2 separate regions of the Canis lupus genome follow, and region 2 is linked to region 1. The links are chromatin contacts, called in public Hi-C maps. All regions are on one chromosome and are shown on one strand. The core of a region is the stretch at or near the end of the contact, and the rest is flanking DNA. Distances in the headings are between cores, read along the strand shown.

Region 1 (6,945 bases), core at 1,535-4,034:
TTAGCCTCTCATTGAAAAGACAACAATGTTATCACATCACTCCTATGGAATCCAACAACATAGAGCTGCTTTCACCTCACCAGGCTTCCAGCCATGTGAAGCCTCACCTGGGGAAAGAAGCACAAATCACATGACAAAATCACCGGGAAACCTTGCTGTTTCCCCGCACAGTGGCATCTATTTCTTAGACTCCCCAGAACAAGTACCCTATCTGTCTGCAGCAGCGCGGGGGCGATAGGTGCGGCACCCGACCACCGAGGCCCACCGGCTCGGCCCGGGGCTGACCTGGCCTCTGGACCGCTGCACCCCAGTCGGATCTGGGCAACCATTAGAAACGTGTTACCTTCACGGAAAGGCTGCGCCGAGCCTTCCTCAGGAAGCGCCTTCCGCGGTGGGGCGCGCAGCGTAAAATGCTTGAAACATGGTGCAAGATCACTGCGAAGTCCGTACCCAAGCCCGCCCTCAGACACCCGGTGAAAGGGATGAGGTATTTGTGACCCACCTGTTGGCCGCGGTGGACCTAGACGCCGGTCCCTCAATCGGACGGCCGCCGTTCCGCAGCACAGGCAGGCCGCTGGCCAGCAGCCCCCCTGCAGGCGCCGCGGGGACCGGGTGCCCCCCAAGCAGCAGCAGCAGCAGCAGCACAGAACTCGGGGGTGCAGGGGCCGAAACACCCCCGACAGCTTTCCCGAGCGCGCTCAGGCACGGCGCCTGACACCGCGAACCCTCCCATCCTCGCCCCCGACTCCGGGTCCTCGGGGTCCTCGGGGTCCTCGGGGCCCTCGCCCGCCCCTTCGGGGGACACTCACGCTCCCCCCGCTCCGCAGGGCTGCCCCCGGCCCTCGGCGGGCCCTGGGCGGGACGCCTGGGTTACGCTCCCGCCAGCCTCGCCGCGGCCCCCGGGGGCCGCCATTGCTCCGCGGCCGGAAGTGGCCGGGATCGGGCCCCGGAGGGACAAGGGCGGGGCCGGGCCCCCAGCCAATGGGGAGGCGGCCAGCGGGCGACGCGCCCCGCCCCCAGAGCCACCGTCTGCGGGGATGACCGGGCCGCAGGGCGGAGGCCAAGCGGGGCGCCAATCAGAGCACAGGAGCGCCGAAGCGGCCCGCCCCGCCGGCGCCCAGGGCCAATCGGAGGCCGGAGGCCGGGCGACCCGAAGACATTCAAATCAAGGGGCCCCCCTCCTGCTCCCCGCCCCCCGGAGAAAAAAGAAGGCAGCGGAAACGGAGACCCGTGCCAGTCACTGCGCACTGCCCACCCTCATCCGGGCGGCGACCAGTAGCTGCGCGGCGGACTGATAAGGACATTCCATGGGGGACAGCGGGGCCAATCGCGAGGCAGCCAGAGCGGGACGTTCTCAGTATGCTAATGAGACCCCTATAAAGGCGGCTGCGAAGCCGAGCCCCGGGGAGAGCGCGCAGGGCGCCGTCCCCGCGGGCTCCGTGCGCTCGGGCCGCGGCAGCCCCCACCTCCCCCCGCGCTTCCGTTTCCCTGCTGCGCAGCCCTGTAAACAGGAGTAAACTCCGGGGGACGGTCGGCGTCCCGCACACGGCCCCCAGCGCCCAGCCTGACACCGCAGGAAAGTTTCCCCAACAGCCAGCAATTCCCAGCGGACGCCAGCCCTCCGCCTGTCCCCGGAACTCGGGGCAGCCGCGCCGCAGAGAACGACCCACAGGTCCTCTGTCCTGCCATGTTCCGCGGCCAGCCAGCCGAGCAGCTCTGCCCGCGCCCCCCGGGCCCCGCGGAGGGGCGACTGCCCGACTCGCCGTCCCTCCCTCCTACCCTTCCCTCCGCGCGCATGGAATAAAGCCCTGGCCCTCCGCGACCTGCCCCCGGCCGCGCCGCCCCGCGCACCCCGGCCCTAGTGGGGTCCGGCTCCACGGGAGGCCGGGGGGCGGCGGGGGCGGCCGACCCCGGACTTTACATAACACTCGGATCGGGGATGGCGAGGAGGGCCGGGACCCGCCGCCCGCAGCGCCCTCCCCGCAGCCCTGCGCGCAGCCCCGGCGCTGCGCCCCCCAGCCCCGGCGGCCGCGGCACCTCCCTCCCCCGGCGCCCCAGCCTGCTCCCCCCAGCCCCCTCCTCCGCAGCACCCCGCCTCGTCACTTCACTACAAAGAGCGCTTTGCTCGCGCAGCCTGGCATGGAGACCGCCCGTTCCTCCTTCCTCCTCCGTGTCCGGGCTCCGCGCACAAGGACCTTGACCGACCCGAGGGCGCCCCAGACCTTTTGTTCCCGGCCGGCCGGGTTCCTCCGGGCGGGGGACAGGACGGCCCGGGGCCCCGCGGCGCCCGCGGCCGGCGGGGATGGAGCGGCCGCCCCCGCCCATCCATCCCGCCGTACCTTGGTATTTGGCGTCGATCTCCCGCATCAGGGAGACGTTTCTCTGCAGGTCGAAAGGCAGAGACTCGATGGAGTCCAGGTAGTCCTCCACATAGTTCACCAGGTGGATCTGCTCCCCGTTGGCAGGGCTCAACATGGTTCACCGAGGTCCCCGGCGACTCGGCGCGGCTTTCCGCTTCCTCCAGCCCCCGCCCCCTCGGAGCCCAGCGCTGCAAAATGCAAAGCTCCCGCCCGCCGGCGCCCCCCCTCCGGCCGGCCCCGCGCCGCTACATCTGCGAGCCGCGCCGCCTGGGCCCGGGGACCCGGCGCTGGCGGGCCGGGCCGGCGGTCGGCGGCCTGGGGCGCGGGGCGGGCGCGGGCGGCGCGTGCGGGCGCGCACCCCGGCGCAGGGGCCGGGGCCGGGGCCGAGCGAGCGCGGGAAGGGGCGCGCGCCGCCCGCCGCGCCGCACTTGTCCAACGTGGAGAACCCAAATACCAGTTTCAAACACTTGGGAAACATTCGGCCCCCCGCACCGCGCATGCGCCCCGCCCCCCCCGCGCCCCCCGCCCCGCGGGCCCGCCGGCCCCGCCCCCGCCGCATCACGCCCCTCTCCGACCCGGCGGAGCGGGGGTGTGGCTTTGTCTGTCACTCGGGCTGGGGCGGGGGTCCCGGGAGGGGGCGGCGGGCGAGGCGCAAACTTTACTAAGAGTTTCGCACTAGGAGGCAGAGCCTGCCGGGCGGCAGTGCAGGACGGCCGGGGAGCGCGGGGGCAGCCGGCCGCGCCGGAGACCCGGTGGGATCCGACCCGCCGCGCGGTGCGGCCGCCAGCGAGGGGCCCCCGCCCCCCCACTCACCCGGGGGACACCTCCCTCCCCACACCCAACCCCTCACTCTCCGGCGCCCAGCCGCCCCGCCGCCCCGCCGCCCCGCGGGGCATAAGTAAGGCCCGAAGCGGACTGGCAAGGCCGAGGCCCAATCCCCTGGTCGCCCCCACCTCGGCGCGCCAATCAAGGCGGAGGGGGCGGGGCGAGCGCGGATAACTCCTCCCGGGCTCCTACTAGGAGAAACCCGCGTCCCGGGGGGGCGGGGAGAGAGGCCGGGCCGCGCAGGGCGGAAGTGGGGGCGCATGCGCACTTGCACGCCGGGGCGGCCACAGGCCCGGAGGCGGAGACCTACCGTCGGGCCGCGGACCACCACTCCCAGCAACCTCGGCGCTCCCGCGCCTGCGCGGTCCTCGCCGCCTTCCCTTTGTGTTGCCGGCCGGAGCCCAGTGCTGAGCCGCTTTGGAGACAAAGGGGCCCCAGAGGGGAGCTGCTTTCCGGACCGGGCGCCCACAAAGGGCGGGTGACCCCCTCCCGACTGTGCCCCGGGATCATTCGAAAGCCCCCCCGCCTCCCAGAGCGGGGCGGGGCGGAGCGGGGCGGGCGTCCGGTCCCGGGGGTCCGGGCCCCCCTCCCCTCCCCTCCCCTCCCCTCCCCTCCCCTCCCCCATGTCCTGTCTCCCCGCCCTGAGCTCCCGCACTCGGGCTTCCTGAGGGGCCCGACGCAGACACTCCCGTTGCCTAGGCGACGGGCCCGCGCGCAGCCCGCCGCTTCCGGCAGAGGCCCCGCCCCGTGGGCGTGGCCGCGCTCCGCCTTTGTCCGGCGGGCCCGGCCTCGGGGCGGCCTCGGGGCGGGGGCGGGGGCGGGGACGGGCTGTGGGGGTTGGGGGGCTGGAGGGACCGGGGCGGGGGCGCCGGGCCGCAGCGTCCCCCCCCCCTCCCCGGAGCGGCTGTCGGCTCCGACCGCCGGGTCACGGCGCCGTGTGTTAGGGGCGCCTCTCCGGACTTGGGGCTCCAGCCCCACCGCGGGGGTATGTATAGAGGATTTAAGTGTTTTTAAGTAAAAGAGCACGTGAAGTGCGGCGTGTCAGCCAGCCCAGGGCGCGTAAACCCTCGGGGGCGGCGGTGCGCATCCCCGCGAACCGCGCCGAGACGCCGGCAGATGTCGGTACAGAGCTGGAGGCTCGGCCGCTGCGGAGATGACGACCACTAACGTGAACGCTGGGAAGGGCGGAGATTGGAGCTTCACTCTCTCTCTCTCTCTTTTTTTTTTTTTTTTTAAGATTTTATTTATTTATTCCAGAGACACCGAGAGAGGGGCAGAGACCCAGGCAGCGGGAGAAGCAGGCTCGGTGCAGGGAGCCCGAGGCGGGACTCCGTCCCAGCACCCCGGGGCCTCGATCTGAGCCTGGAGCTTCACTCGCAGACCCTTTCCTCCCGTCCCTTGATACTGGGGAGAAGGGTCGTTCTACTTGCGGGTGCACACTCCTTCCAGCCTCGGCCCCGGTGAAAGCAAATGATGAACGAAGCTTCCTTTTATACCGCGAGCTGCATTGGCCGCTAGTCCGCCGGGGACTGGGGGGCTGTGACGTGTGGCAGCAGAGGCCTTGTGCGGAACACATGACGAGGATGCGAAGTTGAGTAAGAGGAGGATTCCCTTTCCCCCGAGACGCTATGCTGAAAAGTGCCATAGCAAGAAAGAGGTTCTTTCTCAAATCTCGCAGGGATTGGCTCTAGGATGAGTACGGTTTGTCTGAAGTTAGGCGTAAAAGTCAGAAATGACTTACCCCTTCCAGCGATAACCAAGCCAGTTTGAACTAGGTTATCTTTTTAAAAAAAAAAAAAAATCACGATGTTATCAGGATGAATCCTTTCGTGGACTCCGCAGAAACAGAGACAAGAGGTTATCTTCATCATACCGGCAAGAACTATTTCACGAGTGCCCACCGGGTGCTCACTGCTGTTCGCAAACTAAGGATACAGCAGTGAATAAGGAGCTTGCATTTGTGAGCTAAACAGCCAGAAAAATGTTTTCTTTATTGGCTTTACAAAGTCTTTAAAATATATACAATGACTTCACAGTTTTCTAAACAAGGTTAGAAGGCTCCGAGCTAAAACATCTATGAGCTAAAACGTAACTATGACCCTGTGTTTTAAATATACGACTCAGGAAAATTCTTTATTTTTGAAGATATACTGAATTACTTTGGTTGTTTCAGCTCTTTGGAGTGTGTTGCAAAAAGGGATACTGATTTTTTTTTTTTTTTTTTTTAGAATTATATTTCTAGTTTAACTGGTGATGCTCCAACCCATGGGAGTAAAAAGGAAGAAGTGAACATGAAATTTTTTGTGTTTCGAGGTGCTTAAAAAATAAATGCTGGGATCCCTGGGTGGCGCAGCGGTTTGGCGCCTGCCTTTGGCCCAGGGCGCGATCCTGGAGACCCGGGATCGAATCCCACGTCGGGCTCCCGGTGCATGGAGCCTGCTTCTCCCTCTGCCTGTGTCTCTGCCTCTCTCTCTCTCTGTGACTGTCATAAATAAATAAAAAATTTAAAAAAAATTTAAAACAAATAAAAAAAATAAATGCTAACACATTTCTCTCAAACCTGAAATACCTTCAAAAGTATACTTATCAGTAGTTTACTACCTTATCTACTCTACTTTGGATTTGCAAGATTTGGCCTTGAAAGAAAGTATATTACTGAAAAACTATGTTTTTGTCATTAAGGACTAGGAAACGGCATTCAAGATACTTTGGAAGCATTACTTTTAATACACTTATTTGTTCTGGCCTCAATTGGGGAGGAGTCACTTCAAATTAACAGGATTCTCTTCTTGGGAGTATATTTGCTAATAAATCTTCCCAGTCATTATAACTTAATATTCAATCTGCAAAAGGAATATTTTAAATCACCAATGAAATAGAGGATATGTTTATCGTTGTTTTGATGATTTCCAAAAGACTTAAGTGAAGGTAGAATTGCTGCCCGTAAGGGCAGAACACCTTACATGACTGGTTTTCTGAAGACAGAAGATGCCATTGTTAATTTAAAAGTCATGAATTTTCTATTCCAACATGCCAGTTGCCCAGATTCATCTGAAGGATTTGGTCTTCAGTGTTACTAAATCTGTTTTCAAAACTTCTAGCCTGTCCCTTGAATTCTGTGTGTTGACACAGATTGCCTTTTGTTCATTTTCTTATTTTACTAGCACATCTAGTATGTGGACCAGACCTTTCTCTATCAGATATTTCACTGCCCAAATTTCCTCCCACATGCACAACAGGTGGATTTCATCACAGATTAATTTTATTTTACTTATTTTTAATTTTTTTATTTATTTATGATAGTCACACACACACACACACACAGAGGCAGAGATACAGGCAGAGGGAGAAGCAGGCTCCATGCACCGAGAGCCTGACGTGGGATTCGATTCTGGGTCTCCAGGATTGCGCCCTGGGCCAAAGGCAGGCGCTAAACCGCTGCACCACCCAGGGATCCCTCACAGATTAATTTTAATTCAGCAGCTCTTTTCTGAATGTAGTGCTGGGAACAGTGAGAGTGCAAAAGAATTTACAGTCTGAAGTACTCAGGGAGAGAAATATACATATTGTACTAGACACAAGAGACACAAAATAACCAAGATAAGGATGCTGGCAGTGAGGGAGGGATACTAGTCAGGGAGCCTGTGCTTAGAACTGGAGAGGTCTCCTAATTCTGAGCAATAGGTTCTAACATTTTAGCTTTATGCATTAGAACATAGTTTACATTAGACTAAAATTTAGCTTGAAATAGAATTGCAGA
Region 2 (6,945 bases), core at 1,573-4,072, 140 kb before region 1:
ATCACAGCAAAGCCTCTCATCTGTCTCACATGGTTCCTTAGCGTGGCGCTATAGCCTGGGTCCTACCTTCTTCTCCAACCTCATCTCTGGTGACACAGCGTTGACTGTGTCCTGTTTCAAGTGTAAAAACAGGCCTACTGATGTCTACACAATGTGTGGGCACTTCTGTTCATCCCCGACTGGGATGTGCCTACATCTGAGCCCTGCCCCATTTGATGCAATCCTAAATGCAGAGGGGTTTTGTTTTATTTTGTTTTGATATATTGAGTTTTGAGTCTTCCTGCTTTCTTCCATTATCTGAATCATATCTTCTAACACCAAAGTTTGCTTATGTTACAGAAAAAGGTTATTATTCAAAAACATTGTTCATTGTGGCTCATTAAAGCCTAATAAGGTGGACTGTACCCAGAAACTCTGGCAGTGGGACCGGGAACCTCACTTTTCCTTGCAGGGAGGAGAGAGGTCAGACTCGGTTTGGGGCACCTCCTTACCCTGGGTAGGTGACCCAGGCTGTAATATAACTAAGACAAAATACCAGGGCCAGCTCACAAGCTGGTTCTGGCTAACCCAACCCAGCAGGATTCTTGCTGAAGGCAGGCCAGAGTGAGCTGACATTACCTGGGGGAGCCAGGCGGTGACGAACCTGATCAGATATGGGGGATGGGAACTGTAGCTAAACCAACTTAGCAGGAGTCTTGCTAAAACTGGACAACGCAAAGACAAACACCCAAGTCCAAAAGTCTAAGCCTAGTTGAAATTCGGGGGAGCCTGAGTAGACTTTGGTCAAGGAGAGAATGTTTTGTCACATATTTATGGTTGTTTTGTCAAATACATCAAAGCATGTGAGTGATGAATGGTTTTTTTTCCCCTTGCCCCCCGAGCTCTTTAGAAACAAGAATCCCAAAGAAAATCTATAATTGGTAATAATAATGAGTTGGGAAGAACTTGGGACTAACCAACTAGAGCAGTGGCATTTGGAAGCACTCATAGACAGCCCTTGTAATCCTCATATCCACAGTCATCATGCAGGCTATCTTAGGGACTCATCATCGTATCTGTGTTGACCTATTTCAGCTACTTAAAAATGTATATCAATATAAATCAATAAACAGATATGTGCATTGTCTTAATAACTCTGAAAACCAGAAAGTCGTCTTAATGGAGGAAGGATGGCATTCTACCTATGGTGCCACTATAACCTACTTTCTTTTCCTAGGCCTTACAGCTCTTAACACAAAATAAATTCCAAGGTTAAAAAAATCTAACTGGATTGGAAACTAGGTCTGGCAATTATTCTCAGCTCTGCCCCAGGCACACTGATTGTCCTTGTGCAAGTTCTGAGCTTATCTGTGTCTCAGCCTCCTCAACTGCAGGGGGCACAGTAAAGAGGAGTAAGCCCTCCCTCCAATATTACAGACGATGAGGCATGCTCACATCCTTTTGTAAAACGGAATGCCTCTTTCCCAGGAAGGATGGAAGTCATTATCAGGGTACCACCTTACAGAGCTCATTAGGTTAAAGTCAGCAGGGCCTGTGCACAGAAAAACAGCTGGCTTCTGGAGTGGACCAGGCTGGCAATGAGTTTACAAGCAGCATTCTACCTTTCTGGTCCAAATAAAAGCAGGATTGCTCCAACCATGGAAACATCCTTTCTTGCCTCCTCTGATATAAATCCCGGAGAGAAGACGGTCTCATTCACGTTTCCCATGCAATGGTAATGGCTCCCTGATTGAAGGACCTACTGCTTCTCCTCACTTACTGTACCTGGAGCACCTCCCCAAGCGCTGCAGCAGCGGCATCAACCCCTGGTATGAACAGAGGACGGTGCTGCACGCTGCACCAGACATTAACAATTTCTTTTTGCTCCGCATTGGGCGCCCACTCTCTCTTGCCAGCTAGTGCTGCCAGCTGGTATCCAAAGCACCATTGTCTCCCCAGACACCTGCTTACCTACTTAAAGTTGAATTACTGTGGTTCCTGATTCCAAATTTTGTGAAAAGAAAAAGGATACCTACAAATGAAACTATATGGTAAGAAAAGTACTATAAGGAAACCCCCATAAACGTTGATGATGGTTATTTCTCGATGGTAAATTATTGGTTTTCACATACTACTCATAATCAGAAGAAAATCTGTTAAGACTCTGTCGGTCATTGACGGGGAATTTTCCAGCGTTTTGCCAACTCCTCCCGCAGCTCGCCCGACAGCAGGGACCTTGAGAGGTCAGAGCCGGGCCGGTGGGGACACTGCGGGGTTGCGGTCTGCGCGGACACGCGGCCGACAGCCGACCCCACCCGCTGGGCTAGGGGTCTCGGGGCCCCCGGGCTCCGCCCCACCTCCAGCCCCGGCCCCGGCCCCAGCCCCAGCCCCAGCCCCCAAGTCCCGCCCCCAGCGCATGGCCCCACCTCCCGGCCCTGGCGTCCTTCGATCCCCGCCGCGCTAGTCCCCACCCCGGGCCCGCCAGGCCCCGCCCCCGACGCTTCAGGCCCCGCCCCCAGCCCCGCCAGGCCCCGCCCCCGACGCCCCGGCCCCGCCCCCAGCCCCGCCAGGCCCCGCCCCCTGCTCGCCGCCTCCTCGCCGACGCCCCAGGCCCAGGCTCCGCCCCCGACGCTCCAGGCCCCGCCCCCAGCCCCGCCAGGCCCCGCCCCCGACGGCCCGGCCCCGCCCCCAGCCCCGCCAGGCCCCGCCCCCTGCTCGCCGCCTCCTCGCCGACGCCCCAGGCCCAGGCTCCGCCCCCGACGCTCTAGGCCCCGCCCAGCGCCGGCGTCCGCCCGCCTCAGCCCGGCCCGCGCCAGGCCCCGCCCCGCCCCGCCCCCTCTGCGCGCTCAGCTCGGCACGGCTCCGCAGCCGGCGGGACGCGGCGGCGGCGGCGGCGCTCGCGCTCCTTTGTGCTCGGTCGGCGGCCTCTCGGGTCCTCTCCGCGCGTCCTCTCGGCAGGCTATCCCTAGCTCTCCGGTGACGGACCATGTCGACGGCAGGAACGGGCGCAGGCGTGGAGGCGGGCTTCTCCAGCGAGGAGCTGCTGTCGCTCCGCTTCCCGCTGCACCGCGCCTGCCGCGACGGGGACCTGGCCGCGCTCTGCTCGCTGTTGCAGCAGACGCCGCGCGCCCACCTGGCCGCCGAAGACTCCTTCTACGGCTGGACGCCGGTGCACTGGGCCGCGCACTTCGGCAAGGTGGGCGCGGGCGCTTTAAGGCGCCATCTTCCGCGGCTTCCCTGTGGGGCCCGAGGCGCTGGGCGCGGGGCGTGCCGGGAGCGCGGGGCGGAAGCCGGGTGGGCGGCCTGGGCGGCGGGGTCCTGGCGGGGGCCGCGGGGCGTGCCGGGAGCTCGGGGCGGAAGCGGGGTGGGCGGCCTGGGCGCCCCGAGCGAGGGGCCTGGGGCGCATGTGCGGCGGCACGGGCGGCGGGGTCCTGGCGGGGGCCGCGGGGCGTGCCGGGAGCGGAGCGCGGGGCGGAAGCGGGGTGGGCGCCCCGAGCGAGGAGAGGCCTGGGGCGCATGTGCGGCGGCACGGGCGGCGGGGTCCTGGCGGGGTCCTGGCGGGGGCCGCGGCGACGGCCCACGAGGGGCCCCGGGCGCGTGTGCGGCGGCGCAAGTTTCAAACGGGCTGGCTTCGCGGGCGCGCCGCCCCTAGCGGAGGCCGCTGGCGACTGCCCGCCGCGGGCCGGGCTCCCGGGTGGAGGCCAGGGCGCGGGCGGGGGTGGGGCGAGCGGTGGGGGCGCGTGTCCGCGGCGGACCTCCGGGGTTAGGGTAGGGCGCGTCCTCGGGAGCTCCGCTCACTCCCCAGGGATTCGGTCCCAGGACGAGGGCCCAGCTGCATCTCCCAGCGGACACTGGTTCTCGTTTACGGACGTTGAGCAGCGCTCTCCCCGTGAAACGGTGCGGCCGGGGCGGAGGAAAGAAGGGGCCTCGCAGAGCCGGATGCCCTTGCTGCTGTGCATCTAGCTCAGTCGGTGCTGTCGTCTCGGGAAGCCGCGCGCGGCGCCGCCTCTAGTGGGAGAGTCCGGTTCGTGCCTGCGGGGCTGCGAGCGCCCCCACCTCCCGCCCCGCCCCCAGGACTGGGTCTGGCTCCGCGGCTCCCCGGCTCCCCGGCCCTGCGCGCCTGGCCCCCGGGTGCTGGCACGGTCATGTGGGTAACTCAGAGCGTGAGTCCTCCACATGTTGGCTCTCGTGTGCTTTGGGGACGGGCAGCCCCGCCACAGGTGAGGACAGCTGGTCTTGAAAAGGCTCCCCTGTTGACCTATCGTCCAGTTGAGCATAACAGTATCGTGGGACAGTCTGGCACGTGCTGTCGAACGCTTAAGACCTCATTACAGTGCTCATTCAGAGTATTTAGCGGACCCGGCTGCCTCCAGGTGCCTCCAGGTACCCAGGTACCTCTAGGGATTAGAGCCATAACCGGCTTCAGCACGCTTACCATGGGAGGTTTCAGGTTGTTTGATTTTACCTACAGTGAGGTGTAAAGCCCCTGAATTCACTTTTTGGAAGCCTCTTGTTTCTGTGGCACCGAGATGGTAGGTCAGCCTTGGACACCAGATGTACCTGGAGGAAGCCTGCCCTGTGCAAGGGCCAACTGGGCAGTTAGCGTGTTACCAACCATTCCCACCTTTCAAGCTAGTGTTCTTCGAAATGTGCCAACTGTGCACGTTTCCTGACCTTCCGTGAGGTTCATTTTTCCTTGAGAGCTAAACATTATTTAAAATTTTCATTACGCTTTGCTTTTTACAAGCTGTGTATGGAGCAGTACTTTTCCCAGTTTCCTAAAGCAAACCCATAGGTAACAGATTTATTAAGTCTACATAGCTCATACTTGGTCTTAATAAGTAACAGGTTTTGGTATGCCCACTGATATTTATCCTTGTTTTTCTTTTTTCTTTTGATTCAAAACCTGTTTGACTTATCACTAGTATTGGCACTTTCAGTTTTCATCCAGTCTGTTAATAACGGCGTATGTAAATGCGCACCAAAGGTGTGTCTCTCTCTTTTTATTTTTTTTTATTTTTATTTTTTTTGTGTGTCTCTTTATCAGCTGTCACTCCCAGATTGTAGTTCCTGGAAGACCTGACACCGTGTGAAATCTGTGTATTCCCAAGTGTGAGAGCTCATTTCCCACAAATGTGGATTGCATGACCTCCTATGCAAGGAAGGCTTAAATTGCTGACCAGAGGCTAAGAGACCTAGGGTGAGACTAGGGTGTGGCCATTTGTTCATCATTTGAGCTCTGTCCTCTGGAAGAGAATTGTTGGCACTTGGAGCTTTTCCACTAACAGCTGTGAGCCTCGAGAGGGGAAACGAGGCCAAGTGAGGTCTGTGGACAGCGCCTGGCTCTGTGGGCACTTGGAGAATGTAAGTGGAGTGTGCCGAGCTCCTCCAGCCAGGTTAGGATAATTGCAGTGCCTGGCTGCAGAGTGTAGTCTTGCTGCCCCACCTATGTGCCCCAGGAGTCCAGAGCTTAGATGCCCTGTAGGCCTCCCCCGGTGGTGGTGGGGGTGGGGGGGAGCACGCAGAGTGTCAACACTTGAGTGCTGCCACTCACTCTGCATATGTGGTCCCTAAAACCAGGATCTGGAGAATGGGCCTCGACTAAGTTTTCTTGGAACGCTGTGTGTGTAAAGGTGCGCAGAGCACAGTTGTGTAGACTGCACAAAATAGTCTCTGAAGAGCGTACTATAGCTACACAGACTTTTTAAACTACCAATCACTTAGGTTTTGTTCTGTAGAGGTGCTTGAAAGTGGCAAGACGCAGTTTTGAGAGAAGTCTTTGAATATTGCAGTCTTTACTGATTCTGATTTTTCAGTTGTAGGAAAACAATATTTAAATTTGTGTGGTGTCAGTTTTTTTGACTTGCTGTGTACCAACTTTTTTTTTTTTACCAGGGCAAGGAAAGTACTCCTTTGAATACCTATTTAAAATTTGTACCACGAAGGAATGACTTCTAACTGTTCCCTTAGAAAAAAGCTTGGTCACAAAAAATGCTACTTACCTGCATCATAGCATTGGAATTGTTTATGTAGTGTATAAAAGTATATGACATTTACACGTGTCATTCCCTCCTGCCGTTTTCAAAGCTGGAGTGCCTAATCCAGTTGGTGAGAGCTGGGGCCACTTTGGACGTCTCCACTACACGCTATGCACAGACCCCGGCCCACATCGCGGCATTTGGGGGACACCCCCAGTGTCTCATCTGGTTGATTCAAGCAGGAGCCAGCATTAACAAACCGGTAAGGGAGTGCTGATGATTAACTTGGTCTTTATTTTCTTTTTTCCGTTATAATTACATGGTGTTGTTTTAAATTGAGGCCTTAATTAGAGTTTGATACTTTCACCTTTCGGCTGACTGAGGTTTACGTTTATTTAGTTGTGGATAATGGGCCCTTCACAGAGCCGTGCTTTCACCTGTTCCATGACTTCCCAAGCTCCTCGGCCATCCAAGGTGATGTGCCCGCAGTCACAGCTGGTAGCTGAAGGAGGCTGGCCTGGAGCCCAGGTTTCTTGGCTCCCCTGCCCACAGTGGCCTCCGCGTCATCTCCACACATAACCGTGGAGCACGTCCATGCTAGCGAGAGATTGGCTGTTCAATCATCTGCATGGTTCGGTTAGCATTAGGCTGACCAGTATGAGTTAGTGACGCTCCAGAGATGACCTGGGCCTGTTGGCCAGACACAGATAAAGAGCAGGGGTTCTGTGTGGAAGGGGATAGGAGTGCGAGTGTGGGCGTGCCAGTTTCTCAGTGTGTTTTCTGTATGCCTTTCACTTCCTCAAAAAAAAAAAAAAAAAACCTCCAGGAGAAAGTTTCGCTTACTGAGGACTCCTGTGTGGGTGTAGATGACTCTGGACAGTCTGACCCTGGGGTCCGGGGCGGAGACCCTGCCCTGAGGGTGGATCTGTCTAGGGGCTTGTGCCTAGGGCTTTGTAGGGATGCCTTTATGCTTTCTCCGTTCTGTTCT

The links. A called contact is a pair of places that touch in the nucleus more often than the background predicts.
Region 2: a Hi-C map of blood shows a contact between it and region 1, with 3 times the contacts expected there. The contact joins the promoter of ANKRD10 here to the promoter of ING1 in region 1. A contact is called at or near these places in 2 of 9 Hi-C or Micro-C datasets (both in blood).

The regions. Positions count from the first base shown.
Region 1 is chr22:59,102,074-59,109,018 of UU_Cfam_GSD_1.0, reverse strand. ING1 (inhibitor of growth protein 1) reads right to left here and starts at 2,784. Exons shown (of 2, transcript XM_038570054.1): 1 at 2,340-2,784. The coding sequence starts at 2,475. It overlaps LOC111091716 (a long non-coding RNA gene), which reads left to right and starts at 4,033. Exons shown (of 2, transcript XR_005376602.1): 1 at 4,033-4,170; 2 at 4,423-5,032.
Region 2 is chr22:59,240,952-59,247,896 of UU_Cfam_GSD_1.0, reverse strand. ANKRD10 (ankyrin repeat domain-containing protein 10) reads left to right here and starts at 2,822. Exons shown (of 6, transcript XM_038570055.1): 1 at 2,822-3,175; 2 at 6,067-6,219. The coding sequence starts at 2,966.